Regions from separate parts of the Gossypium hirsutum genome. Here region 1 is linked to region 2. The links are chromatin contacts, called in public Hi-C maps. All regions are on one chromosome and are shown on one strand. The core of a region is the stretch at or near the end of the contact, and the rest is flanking DNA. Distances in the headings are between cores, read along the strand shown.

Evidence for each region. A called contact is a pair of places that touch in the nucleus more often than the background predicts.
Region 1: a contact with region 2 is called in a Hi-C map of petal, with 4 times the contacts expected there. The contact joins the enhancer-like site here to the promoter of LOC107893554 in region 2. A contact is called at or near these places in 9 of 34 Hi-C or Micro-C datasets (callus, leaf, petal and 1 more).

The regions. Positions count from the first base shown.
Region 1 is chrD13:43,886,871-43,894,389 of Gossypium_hirsutum_v2.1, reverse strand. No RefSeq gene overlaps it. Among protein-coding and RNA genes, the nearest start is that of LOC121226073, 58 kb to the right of the region's middle. Within about 2 kb of position 6,114, at least 3 of the 9 cell types and tissues checked have an H3K27ac peak or open chromatin away from gene starts, as enhancers often do. A contact at or near this core is called in leaf, where this site is marked.
Region 2 is chrD13:43,763,149-43,769,907 of Gossypium_hirsutum_v2.1, reverse strand. LOC107893554 (vesicle transport protein GOT1) reads right to left here and starts at 2,758. Exons shown (of 7, transcript XM_016818584.2): 1 at 2,616-2,758; 2 at 2,337-2,387; 3 at 1,053-1,144; 4 at 868-948; 5 at 663-760; 6 at 497-578. The coding sequence starts at 2,367.

The sequences.
Region 1 (7,519 bases), core at 4,865-7,364, 120 kb before region 2:
TTCCTTGCTTCATTTTGTTGTATTTTAGGTCGGCTTTTAATCTAATGTGGGAAAATTTAAATGTTTTCCATTTTCAATACTAATCATAAGTACCCAGTAATTATGTGGTTCTAACTCCAAAAAGTTTACTTTTTTAAAAGAAAAAGTCAAAACATGATGTTTCTATTGCTGGGAGAGGTACAGATACACAATTTCTAGTGTAGCAAAAATTGTTTTTGGATAAAAAAATTCAAAATTTTTATTGTACATAAAAGTTTTCAAAGATAAATACATTTTCATTTCAGGTTTGAAGGATTATGTTTAACTTTAACTGTTAGACTTCTAAAGTCGATGATGTTGTTTAAATATATAAAAAAATCTTTATATTTAAAAGATGTTTTTATATATTTTTAAAAAAAGATGTTATTATATCTTATTGTTGCATACAATTATATTATATTATTATTTATGTTGAGATTTTAGTTTTAAATTTTAATTATAATTTGATGGATGATGTTTAAACTCGTTTATTATTTAAAACTTTTATTATTAATGGCAAAAAAATCATATTAAAAAATTAATTTTAAAAGGGACCATTTTAAATATAACTAAAAAAATGAAGCATTTTGGAACTCTAATAACTATCCCATAACAAAAAGTTTTCATATATGTATATATATATATGATATGATATGAGGAGGAGATTTGCTTACACCAAATGTAAAATTACAATATTTTGCACATTTTCATATATTTTTGCATAAATAACACTTTAACAATGCAATTGTTTAATTTATCAATATAGTTATATTTGTCATGCATGTAAATTTTTTAACTGACCTAATATCTCTATCATGTCGATCTAAAATAGTATATATATTAATATTTATTGAACAATTAAAAACTTTTTTTTACATAATAAAATAGTTAGAAAATTAATTTATGTCAAATTTGACATGCATGATCTATATAAATAGAATATGAAATATAACGGTTAGATCATTAAAATATTAATTGTATAAAAGCATACGAAATGGTGTATACTAGTGTAAGTGGATCACTACTCAGATTATATTCTATTATTAAAATACTTAATGTAATACTTGATTGTCATACTCACAATATGGGTGAAAATTTTATAGAATAAATATAGTTTTAAAAACTTATCTAAAAATTAAATGAATATTTGGTTGGAATGGTAATGTTAAATATTTAAAATTCATCGTGTTATGGTTTTATATCTTACCATGTTTGAGTTTTATTGGTTTTATCTAAAAATAGAAAAATAAAAATAAAAATAATCTCATAATAATTTAACTTATTTTGTATATAGAAGTATATTTTTTTGGGTACAAGTATATATAAGTATATTTTATTAATTCTTTAACTAAGTTAGTACGCAGTTGACTTGGTAAAAGCACCACAAATCCCATGTACCATATCTTGGATTGCATTTTAGCTCCTCTATTGAAAAAATGAGAAAATTAGTCTCTATACATTAGATGAGTGAGCAAAACAATCTCTCTATTAAAATTGCATCGTTAAATGTTTGTTTTGATGTTTATATATAAGATATAATAACAAATTTAGACCTCAATCTTTACACATTTATTTAATTTGACCCTACTCTTTTATTGGAAGTAAATTAGAAAATTTTTAAACTAATAAGGCTAAAGGTTAAAAACGCCTTTAGTAATAAATTTTAAAAAAAATCAATCCAGTCCTTTTAAAATTTAAAAATCATAAAAATCATAAACAAAATTTATAAAAAATTATAAAATTATAATTTTTTTATTAAAAATAACAATATCGACCCAATAAAAGCAAGGGTGAAGCCAATTTTTTTTTATTTGGGGGGAATTAATTTGTATATTTTTACGATCGTGACCGCCTCCAAATGTGCAAACATTTAGAGTAAAAAAAATAAATATATATAATTAAGTGAGGTATCTACAAGCGATCAAGTCAAATTGTAATATAGAAGTGTTACAATGGAACACTGATAAGTATTTCGATGATCGTACCCAAAGGATTGCAGATTGGAGAAATTTATTATTAAATTAATTACAGAAAATAATTACTAACCTAATTGAGTTACGAATTAGTAGTGTGGATCCAAATTAAATTATTAATTAAACTAATTATCTAATTAAGCCATTAATTATCCTTAATTATCATTAAACCCATCGAGTCTCATCTTTACTAAGGATTACCACTTAAGTCACCCTTCCGGTCTCTTCCTAGGCATATGGTTCTTCATCAGGTCTTACTGCTTGGCATAAGTTTATACTTGATAGGATACTCTTCCTGTCTCACCTGTCTAGATATTCTATTAGGGGCATCACTTCCTAATATTCTAAGTACTCTTGAATAAACACTAACTCAATTAATTAATCAGTTCCATAACCGAAACATGTCAGATATGAAAAAAGCACAAGAATTTATACTAATATTCATACAATAGTTAATTGATCAGCTTAATGAAGTATAAATAAAAGAAATTTCTCATGAATAAATATATAAGCGTGGTTCCGAAGCAATCTCCGCTTGCAATAGTCTTCACATCGGAGTAGAAAAGATTCTGACTATAGAAACATAAAAAGAAAACTAAAACTGAAAACTAAAGAAAACAGTTTTGCCACGTCCAACCCCCTCTAATGAGGTTATAAAATTGTTTATATAGGCAAACATTAAGGTGCTAGGTGCCGAAAATACCCTTGGAGTGATTAGGGTTTCATTAAGGAAAATAACCCTAAATGGTTGTCCAAAATTCAGCTGAATATTTCCAAGTTTTGTCGTGTCGTCCTGACGTTAGGAAAGCCCTCTTCGCAACTTCACTGTCAAGATACGATTAAATCTTCTCATAGTTTTTCGCTTTGTTGTGAAGAGGGAGAAACCCCGATCATGACACATGGTGGTTTTTAGCTCTAGCAACTTGAAAGTTCTGTGTTGCGACATGGACCCCCTTGTGTTGCGACACGATTGTTGTCCCTTGTGCTTCTTGACTTGAAATGGCACCCTACACACTTAAATAGCCTATTAGTCGTTCCCAAAGCTTGAGTTGGCCCAACGGATCGTCAAAACACTAAAAATTGTGTAAAAATACTTATTTTGCGATAATTTAATGATAAGCTAATAAAACCGAAAATGCAATAAAAGAAGATAAAATGCCTAGAAAATAAGCTCGTTAAGTGCTAAAAAGTACTTAAATTGCCATTACGATTTGTGACAGGTCAATAGTAAAAATGCAATATCACTATGTTAATAGCATATATCTTTATAATTTTTAAAAGACTAAATCAAATTTTTATTATTTTGGAGAGAGCCAAAGTACAATTTTATCAATACTAATTTAAAATTTTATAAATTATAAAAGGGATAAAAAAATAAAATTTTTATTTTAGGGGCAAAGGCTCTGCACATCCTAGTTTCCCGTGAATAAAAGAATAGGGATTAAATTTTGTTTAAAATCTTATATAAGCATTAGATTTGAATGGGTTTAAAATATAAAATTTAAGGGTTAGAATTTAACTTCAAATTCGAACTCTATGTTAAAAGTCATCTAATTAATTAAAAATAATGAATATATATCAGAAAGAAAGAAAAGAGTAGAACAATGAGGGCCAGCGCAGGCTCTTGTTGGACTTGGCATGGCAATTGCCCACCGACAGTTTTTTATTTAAAATTCCGTACAACCCCAACAACACAATCGACATAACCAAAGCAACCAGCTTTTTAGTACTATTTTCAATTAAATAAAAAAATTTTAATGGTATTATTGACGATTGAAATTTGAAATGTTAAAAAAATGTTTTTATCATTAAATATTTAAGGATAAATTGATTTGGAAACAAGTTTAGTCATGTGCATTTTATTAATTTGATTCTAAATCTAAAAATTTAACAAATTTGACACTTATTATTTACGGAATTGCAATTTAATTTTACTTCTAAAAAAATTAAAAAACTCTAATCCTAAACATTTACAAAATTTGTGAATTTGAATAAAACTTCATTCTTCTAGTAAAATTGTTTTGAATCTGAAAACAAATATATCAAATGACAATGACGCAATTACTTTTCGGGTTTTTACGGGCTGTCAGGTTGGAGCATATTATTTCTTTTAAATACTTTAATTACAAATATGTTTTGATATTATACATTTTTAAAAACATAATAGAATAATTTAGTTTAATGGTTATATTTTATTTTTAGATGCACTAAAAAAATAAAACTTATTTAAAATATCAAAATCTTATGCTGACAGTATCAAAATATATGCATCGATATTGAATTAATGCATTAAAACACATTAAAATTTTGAGTGAAACAAAACTTGAGATATTAGATACGGATGCAAAATAGAAATAGATGTCTCTTTTCAAACCTCTAGTTTTACAATTGCTAGCTAGTTGTTATGCTTATTAGTGAAAGCAGTTGAAATTGGCTCCAAAATTGTGAAGTTCTTCAGTTGACGGCTCAGCACTTGCAATTTCCATCATATCTAATTCAATTTTTCATGTGATCTAAAAGGTTTAACTTCTCACACTTTCATTTTTTTTTCTCCAAGTAATCAACTTAAGCTTCTCTTTTACAACTTTTCACTGTATTTTCCTTTTTCTTGTCTTTGGGTTTCATTTTCACTCATTCTTTATATTTGCTAGATTCATGAGTTATTTAATACTTTTTTATATGATATCAGAACCTCTTGCCTGACGTTTGGCTCTGTTGGTATAGACGTCCATAATGGCCACCCACACAGTGAATAATCATTACCATTTTTTCCGCTAAGTAGATTGCCATGTTTCTGATAATTGTCTTGCCCTTCCTCCTATGGTGAGTAATAAAACTAATGCGTTCAAGTAGGTGTTTGCAAGCCACATCCAAGAATTCAAAGTTGGTTTAAATGGTTCTTAATATATTGCAACAAGGAAGTTTTTGTCAAATCGATCTTGTAGGCATAACCCACTTATGTAAAGAAGTGTGTTCTTACTCCCTAATTCGGTTACTAATGCAGTAATTGTTATTTGTAGATTTTGGTGGGTAGAGAAAAACGAAGACCGTGAGTGGAGAATGTTAGCTCAAGACACAGTTAGAATGCCGAAAGGTATGAGAGCCTTAGCTTTCGAGATGTATGGCTCTTTGACCTTACTCTCTTAGAAAAACAAATGTGGACACTACTACTTCATAATAAGCATACCTTGTATTCTAACCTAAGAGAGTGGAGAAGCCTTTAGTCGTTTGGACTAATATATTGTCGGCTTTGAATGCTTTGTCTCGTCTAATCTTTTGAGAAAATAATATGTTTCACAAAGTTATTTTGGAAAAGTTTGATAATGTTTACCATTGCTATTAAATAATATATTTTGAGAAAATAAAATGTCTATTATAGACATGATGTTGTAAAGTAAAAAATTATACATTTAAATTATATTTAATTTCATTAATATTATTATGAAACATATAAACTTAAATAATAATAAAATATTAAAATAATTTATTAAATAATTAAATTTTGATATATAGAATGCATAGAATATATAAATTAGTTAGTATTATGAAATAATTAAGATTAAATTATGATAAATATTATAATTACTCAAAGGACTAGTACATACTTTATTAAGATAGGTTATAGTTGATTTTTATTACGGTCTGATAAATTTGTATCATATGGATTATTGCAAAAATCTATTAGTAAATCGAAGAATCTGTCAAAATAATCAAACTCTTTGAGAGGAGGCTTAGACACGAGTTCATTCCAACAACGGTAGGGATCACCTCTACTCCAATGTCTAATGACCATAGGTGTCAGCGGTGTGGTGCTCCTAGTGAGATTATGGTGAATGCACTTAGGGATTGCCCTCGAGAGACTTTGCAACTTGGAGGTATTAATAATGATTTGTTATTGTCTAATGTTTCCAAGTGCATTGACTGGATGGAGTGAACTTTGTGCATCATGGATCATGAAGCTTTTACGAGCTTCTTGATCTACGGCAACTTTGGAATGTGCGCAATGCGGAAGTGATGCTTGGCCTAGAACATCAAGGGGCTTGCAATCTGAATGTCGTATCCATAATTTGAGCAGACACAGTCTCTTGCCTCATAGACGGTGACTTGTTGGATGGAGAGTGCAAAAGGAATCAGCACTAAACATAAAATTTCACCAACTCACTCAGGTACATGTTTTCAACCTTCTCATATAATGCAAATCTCATCTTCAATTTGTTTTTCTAACGCGGTAGTGAAAATGTGGTTAACAACTCCCAATCACCCCACCGACCACGAAAGAAAAAAATCCAATGCAAAGGAATAAATTATAGGACAAAGTTGTAGGGCAAGCCTTGACAGTTCATTGATTGGAAAAATATAGTTAATTGAGTCGGGGAAACCGTACTATGCCCCATCACGGACAGAATTGTTGAGTAATTATTAATTTGGAAAACAAAGGCAACAATTCATTGTTTGAAAATGGCCCACAAATGTGTAAATGTTGACATAGAAATGGTATCATTAATTAGGGGAAGTGTGGTCAGTCTAGGATAAAGTCAGGAAGAAGGTGGTGCCCTCCACTTGGGGTTATGGAGGCTGTGAAAGTCTGCTCAGAAATCAGCATGCTTTTCTGGATTTTCTCACAGATATGGTTAACAGTTCTATTACTATAAGCGTTGAAGTCAAAGTGAATTTAATTCCATCCCCCTTTTAATTGGCATATTGAATTATTTGGCCCTTTAACTTTACAAAATTTTATTTTAGTCCATTTTATTTTTTCTCTTTTTTAGCCCTTTAACTTGCATTGTTTGTTAAATTATCACAAAATAAATGGAAAAGTTGCATCCACATGTATGCCACATAAACAATTAATTATTTTTTAAAATATTAAAAATACTTTTTGGTATTTTTATAATTTTTAATAATTTTAATGATTTTTAATGATTTTTAATTATAATTTATTTTTAAATTTAAAAAATTAATTAATTACTGATGTGGCATCCATGTGTATACCACATTAACAAAATTAACAAAAATTAATTTTTCAATTTATTTTAGGATGATTTGACAAATAACACTAGTTCAAGGGATAAAAAAATACGAAAAATTAAATGAAGTACTAAAATAATTTTTTTTCTAAAGCTAGAGTGCCAAATAACTTTTAATTTTTATTTCGGTATTAAATATTTGGGATATGGCAATTTGAATGCTCCACAGATTCGGTATTAAAAAAGCCAAAAATTATATTTGGTGTTTTAAAATTTATGGATTACTTTTATTTCTTTTTACTTGAAAATAAATGCAAAATTATATTTTATGCCTTCAAATATTTTCAATATAGTTATAAAATCTACAGTTGATAAGACTTTTAATTATTCAGCATGTATCATTAACTTAATTTTCTCTACTTTTTTCAATCAATTAAATGAATATATTTATCTTAATTATTTTATTAATATTTTTCACTCTATGTCTGGTCATAATGAAGAAAAAACACACACTATTACAATGTTTAATACAAATTAGGCATTACTTGTTTTTCTTTTTTA
Region 2 (6,759 bases), core at 1,509-4,008:
ATTTTTGGATGAAATTATCAAAATAAATGAACAACCAATTGCAAACAAAGATTCCCTGGTGATTAAATAAAGTCAGTAACTTAACCAATCAAATATCAGCTCTGTTTCTATAGTTTAGCCTTTCCAATAATCCCATTCTAATTTGTGTTGAAATAGATAACTATTTAACCCCCTCCTTGCAGCAAGGAGAAGGAACGCTGATTCAGTTACTCACATATTGATGGCACAAAAATTACTTCAAATTTCACTTCTTTGACGTAGATATAAATATCAACGGGTTCTACAATTAGATGATTTGCTGGCTTTCTTTCATACTCTAAGATCAGTAGAGACATTGATTACTGGTTTTCCAAATTTTGGAATGGTTCCAGGATACTTTTACACTTCTACACTAACCAACCGAGAACTAACAAAATAATATATTGCAAGCATGCATGCCCAAAAGACAGTTTGTGATTTGAAAGGAAAATTTACTTGACTTCGAAACTGAACATACCGATCTGACATATGGTTGCTGGAATAGCCAACCAAGAATTGGTATCCTCTGCAGAAACACTGCCAGTGTTGGCCAAAAACCACTGCAAGAAAGGTGGATGTTAAATGTGTAGATAAAAATGTTAAGCATTTGTATTAAATCAAGGTAATGAAAATTTCATATAGACCTGAAGAGTACAACGAATCCATATGTCTCCAATATCATGCCAAATATGGGCCATCCAACGACAACAAAAAAGAAGCCAACACCAAAAGAAATTGTTCCCTGTATTTAGCATCAACATATCATAAAGAAAACGAAAGATGCATTTATAATGTCAGTGTTTAGGCATGTGAGTTTTTGTGTGAGTGAGTGTGGAGAATAAATAAAACCTTAAAATTTTGAGGTTTCATAAAAAATTGCATGGTGGACTTCAGACCAATGGTTAAGGTCACTCCTGATATGAAAAGGATCTGATTAACAGAAAAAAGAAGGTAGTGTCAATCAAGTATGATTCAACAGGGAAAATGAAAATAATTGTACAAAGAGGACAAAAAGATAATAAAAGTTAGCTTACATTTCCCATGGCAAGCAATCCCTTGTCGAAAAAGAAGATAATTCCCAGAAATGAGAAAAATATGCCAAATCCCGTTAATCCCAGCCCAATTTCTGTTTTTCCCAGTAAATATGAAAGTTAAACCGAATAATAAGTGCATATAAGGTTTCCCTTTTTTTGTCAAAATAATGATGACAAACGAAGTCATATGTCCCCAATAGCTAAGTTCATGTGAATCAAACGCTAGAGAGTAGGAACATACTCCTACTCACCTCCAATCAATATCAATGACAACAATCCATGTAACAGAACAAACAATTGGCTCAGATCACAGGTTTAGACCTAAACTAAAAAGATTAGATTCTAGCAAAAATAAGAGTTAACAAAATTGTCCATATCACATATAGCTAAGGTGTTGGTAAAAGTCTTATCACCAAATAATCTAATAAATTATTTACATATTGTAAGATATTCTGCAATACTCCTATGAAATTGCAATAACCCTAAACTGTTTCAATTAGCATTTGTAAACAAAATCCACATGTAAGAGGGTTCGTCATTTTGTTCAACTTAAACAACACCATCATAAGCAACTCCAAGAAGGTATGGTGCACACGCTTCACCAAGCATAAATGCATGCATAAATAAATTTAACAATGAGAACTACATCCTATTGAACTACCCTATTTTGAACTTTGAATAATAAGGGGTGTACATATCAATTAGAAATCCTTCACCATCTACGCACATCAAATGTGATCAACGGAGCTCCACTAGTAAATCATTTTGGAGTTTGATCAATTTATTAGAATTACCAGTTAATATATGTTTCTTAATAAAGCAGCATAACTTACCAAACAACTCCGAATAGCTTACTAAAATATTTGTTTGGATAGTAAATAATAAAAAATATTCTTTCTAAGGAAATATATTCGACTGACTTTGCCAAACATAATTTAACGTCTGATATAAATTAGCACATCAAATCATTCCCAAATTGCCTCAACGTAAAATAACATGGACACTTCAAAGACTTTCCTAACTTAGCAGCAGTTACAAAATTTTACTAACATGCATAATAATAAATAAAAATCCCAAGATAAACGATGAACCAAGCCTAGAGATCTGAATTTCACAAAAGTTTCTAGGGATTGCACAATGCATATTTCAAGCATCAAACCTCCATCGGAAAAAAAAATAGTGTATCACACCGAACAGAAGTTTCACAAAATCACAGATTCATAGATGCGTTAATTGAATGAAAAGAAGCAAAGAAAGCACAGAAAATGGAACATAAAAGCTCACTTTTTCGATCGTTCATTTCAAAGGAAACCATTTTGCTGATTCTTCAGATACCTGTTACTTTCAAAAAGCAAAACAAATAAGAAACGGAATCATGTGAGAGAATCAGGGGAAAAAAAAAGGAGAAAACAGAATTTAATAATTAAATACAGATCTAATAGTGTATAGACTCCACATAAAAAAGAAGAAAAACAAATCTAAAATCCAAAATCCCGTTTGTTTACAGAGAGGAAAAAAAGTAATTTCTCGGTAATCAAACAGAGAAAGAAAAGAAACAACTACCTGAAAGTGATTGAGAAATTCAGAAATGGGAAGTGAGCGAGCGAAAGAGGGGGCCGCGAGGAAATGTAAATAAAACGAAGTTGAAAAAAAAAACTTGAGATAACAAAAATATATAAAATTTTAAAATTTTTTTATTTAACATCTGTGTTTACATGAGATGTAACTGAAATGACATAAAACTCCTCATCATCAACTTATATTTTCCAAAAGCAGTCCATCAAAAGAGGCAATGTAAAGTTTATGTGACTTTTTAAAAAATACTTTTGAGAAATAAAATATTCATTTTAGACATAATATTATCAAGTAACAAATATGTATTTAAATAATATTTAAATTAGTTAATATTATTAAATTTTAGTAATAATATAAAAAAATTATTATAATTTATTGTTAATATTTTAATATATAAAATATAAATTGTAAATATTTTTAATTAGTAAATATTAATTATTTATAAAATTTAATTAGAATATATAAACTATACTTTAAATATTTAAATATAACCATTAAATATTTGTAATTAATATTTTAAAAAATATTTTTTTATTTTTAAGTAATGATTTTAACATAATTGTAATTAAGCGACAAGAAAAAAAAAAGAAAAATACTATGTTATTGGAGGGGTGAAAAAATAATTAAGTACCAAAAGTATTTTTGGGAGAGAAAAAGCTAAAATTTTTAACTTTTCCTTTTCAGGAGTGCTTCTGAAAAGCTAAAAATTTCGGCTAAAAACAACTTGTTCTTCACAGCTTTTCTTTCAAAAGTGCTTTTGAAATCAGAAATGTTTTTTTTAAACAATGAAGAATTGGTATTGCTAAAAAATGCACATTCTGGTATTAAAATATTGTAACTAAATATTATATATTATATTTATGAACTGAGTTAATTGAAATTATATAATATATTAATTTCATTAATTGACAACCGGAATCCCAATTAACCTTAATAATCAAGACAATGAAAACTTAGAAAAAGCGTGGATTAATTCAGATTGGACCGACTTTGGGTAAGTCCTAGTAAAAGTATCTCCTCCGTCTGGTGGTGGATCTTCTCAAAGTCCGCTTGATGAGTCCTTAGTTTAGAACAAGGTAGCTGCTAGTGCCTCCAATCTATTAATTATGATATCATTTATAATTAACCTCTCATTGTTGAGTCCAGAAATACCCATTACTGTGCTGCTATCTGATATTACAACATTTCTCCTCTATAAAACGTCTCGTGTTTTTTGTTGCTTACTCTCCTTTTTAGCCAAGCCTGTAAGGACTGATTTTCTATCAAATTAATTAATATATAGTCGTCAACACCAATCTGCATTATGTTTTCGACACTGAAAAGCATTGCGGTGTCGGCGAGGGAAGCATCATCAATGGCTTTGTAGTTCCATTAAAAGAGAACCACAAACTGTTGTTGACGAGAGTGCTTCTCCCACAGCACAACACCAGAAGCTTGCAAGTTCAGCATAAGCAGCTGGCTTATTGCATTTCTCAGTTTGTACTTGGGGAAGTGGTGGTTAGGGAGATTCTAAGATATTGGCCAGTTACCAATTGTCAAAAAGAAATTATAGTTATAGGAGAACTGGATGAGGTGGTGGAGAATAGGGATCCAGATCAGGCCATTCTGCACCCAAATAACAAGGCCATGGATCCAACTCTATACTACAGGTGCCTTACAGAAATGGGTCATCGGGAATCAGAAGAAATTAAGAGGAAACAGAAATAGTGACAATTTATGCACATCAATAATAAGCTCTTCCATTCAACAATATATGCATGTCTTGTTCTCATTGAACTGAAGTGCAAGGCGTCGTATTTTGTGCTGCCACTAACTTCAGCAATTAGAAAACATGAAACCTTAGTGACGACAACTAAGAAAGTGGCTATGAATTATGAAACTCGTGACTTTGATGGAATAGAATGCCAAGATTCTGGGAGTGTTCAAATTCAAAAGTTAAAAAGGAAAATGAGGGGACTGTCGGGTTTGTTGTGATGGGGCAACAACCAAACAATTCTATGACCAGTCCACTAACGAGCACTTTTCTTTGGGCTCACAAAAGTCGTGTTGGGTCGCCAATAGTCTGTTTCTAAATCCAAAATTGACTTTAATACAAGCCATGGTTGATGTTTTGGGATATTCGGGTATATCAATATCAATAATAAAAGGAAACAAATCCTGAAGAAATTTTATATGAGTTAATATCAAAAATAGATTATGGTAGTAACGATGAATATATATTTATGTTTAATATAGGAAACAGTTCTAATAATCAATTAGAAAAAATTCCGAATCTTGAAAAATAGGATATTAAATTAGGAAATTTAATCGGAGAAGAAAAAGATTTTTCTGATGAAATGATAAAAAAGATTAATAAAAATCATATTTCTAAAAAAGAAATATATAAGATCTCTAAGTTCAAAATATGAACTCAGAGACATATAGAAAAAATTAGCGGTAACACAGTCGCTAAACATACAAGAGGATGATTAATAGAAATCCCTCTCTTTACTAAAGAAAAAATCAAAAGGATCAAAAAGAAATATCCTCAAATTAGATATATTCATTTAGGTATAATCATGATTACTATTAAAGCTTTATTTAGAAGAGGTCATGATATTCCTATTATAGCTGTCCTTTTAGATAAAAGATTTGAAAATCCAATAAAAGCACTTATTGGAGGTATTCAGTCTAATTTACATATAGGCGTAATAGGATTTAAAGTTAAACCAAATTACTTTATTTCTATTACAGATCCTCTAATAGAAGAGTGTCTTTGCCTTAGAATTCAGACAAAAAATTCTGATATTAATGATTTGGCAGAAGATCTAGCAATCAGCTGGACTTCCATTACTGAATATACAAATACTGCTGAAGTAGAAATAAAAGAGATTAATAATAAAATTATTGAACTCTTTGAACCAAACAGGTTCACTACTGAAATTCAGCCAAAATTATTAGATTTAAGAGATCTGTCAATTCCAATAGATTGGATGATGGAAAAAATTAATAGTTTTAGTACTTCTAAACCAGTTAGTACTATAGAATATATGTCATCAGGCAATAAATTGTATTTTAAAAACAATTGTATAACAAATACAAATGAAAATTTAGTTTTACCCTCTAGTTCTCAACCAGATGAAGAAGAGGATAATATTAGTACAAACAGTACACCAATAGGAATTAAAACTGTTCAAATTCCTATATTTCCTACTGATCCTAGTAATAATTCTAGAAAAACTAGAATGGAAGAAATTCAAACTTCAACAATTGATAAAAAGTCAAAAGTTGGAATAAATATCAAAATCACATTTCAATTTAGAAAATATAAAAAATATTCTCTAAATGCTTTTATTGATACTGGAGCTACAATTTGTAGTTGCAGAAGAAATGCAATTCCTGTAGAAAAATGGGAATTAATGAAAAAACTTATAAAAATAATAGGAATAGACGGTAGTAAAACTATTATTCATTATAAAGTTAAAAATTTACCAATCTACATAAACAATGTTAGATTTGTGATTCCTAAAATTGTATGTTTTCCTAACATGAAAGGAGATATATTATTAGGAAATAATTTTATATGTAAATATTTACCTTTTACTATAGATAAAAATTCTATTTGGTTATCAGTAAAAGATGATTTTATAGAAATTTCAATTGAAAAAAATAATAAAATTGTGTGTAATAAAAAATTTATACCTATTAGAATTAATTAGTAGTTTATTACTAATATTTGCTGATTTTTTGAGCAGGCCTCATGGATAGAGGTAAACAACCTCTAAAAGAAATAGTCGGTGAATGGACAACCGTTCACAAAAAGCCCAACAAAGGGAAAGCAGAATCAAACTCCAAAAAAGGATTTGTACCTGCACAGATACCATTTTATCCTAACCAAGGATATTATGTGTCTTATCCGATGGTAAACCAACCACTTGGATCAAATGTTTTAAATTACCCGATGGTAAACCAACCAATGGAAAATACTTTTTCATTGACCCCAAATACGGTGAGTCAATTACAATGGTCCCAAAATCCGAATTCAGTGTCACAAACAAGTTATGCTGAAGTCATTAAGGGGGCTGAGAATTTATTGAATCAACAACAAATCAGCTACTAGAAAAAGGGAGGTTAGCAACTCCTTTATATGAAT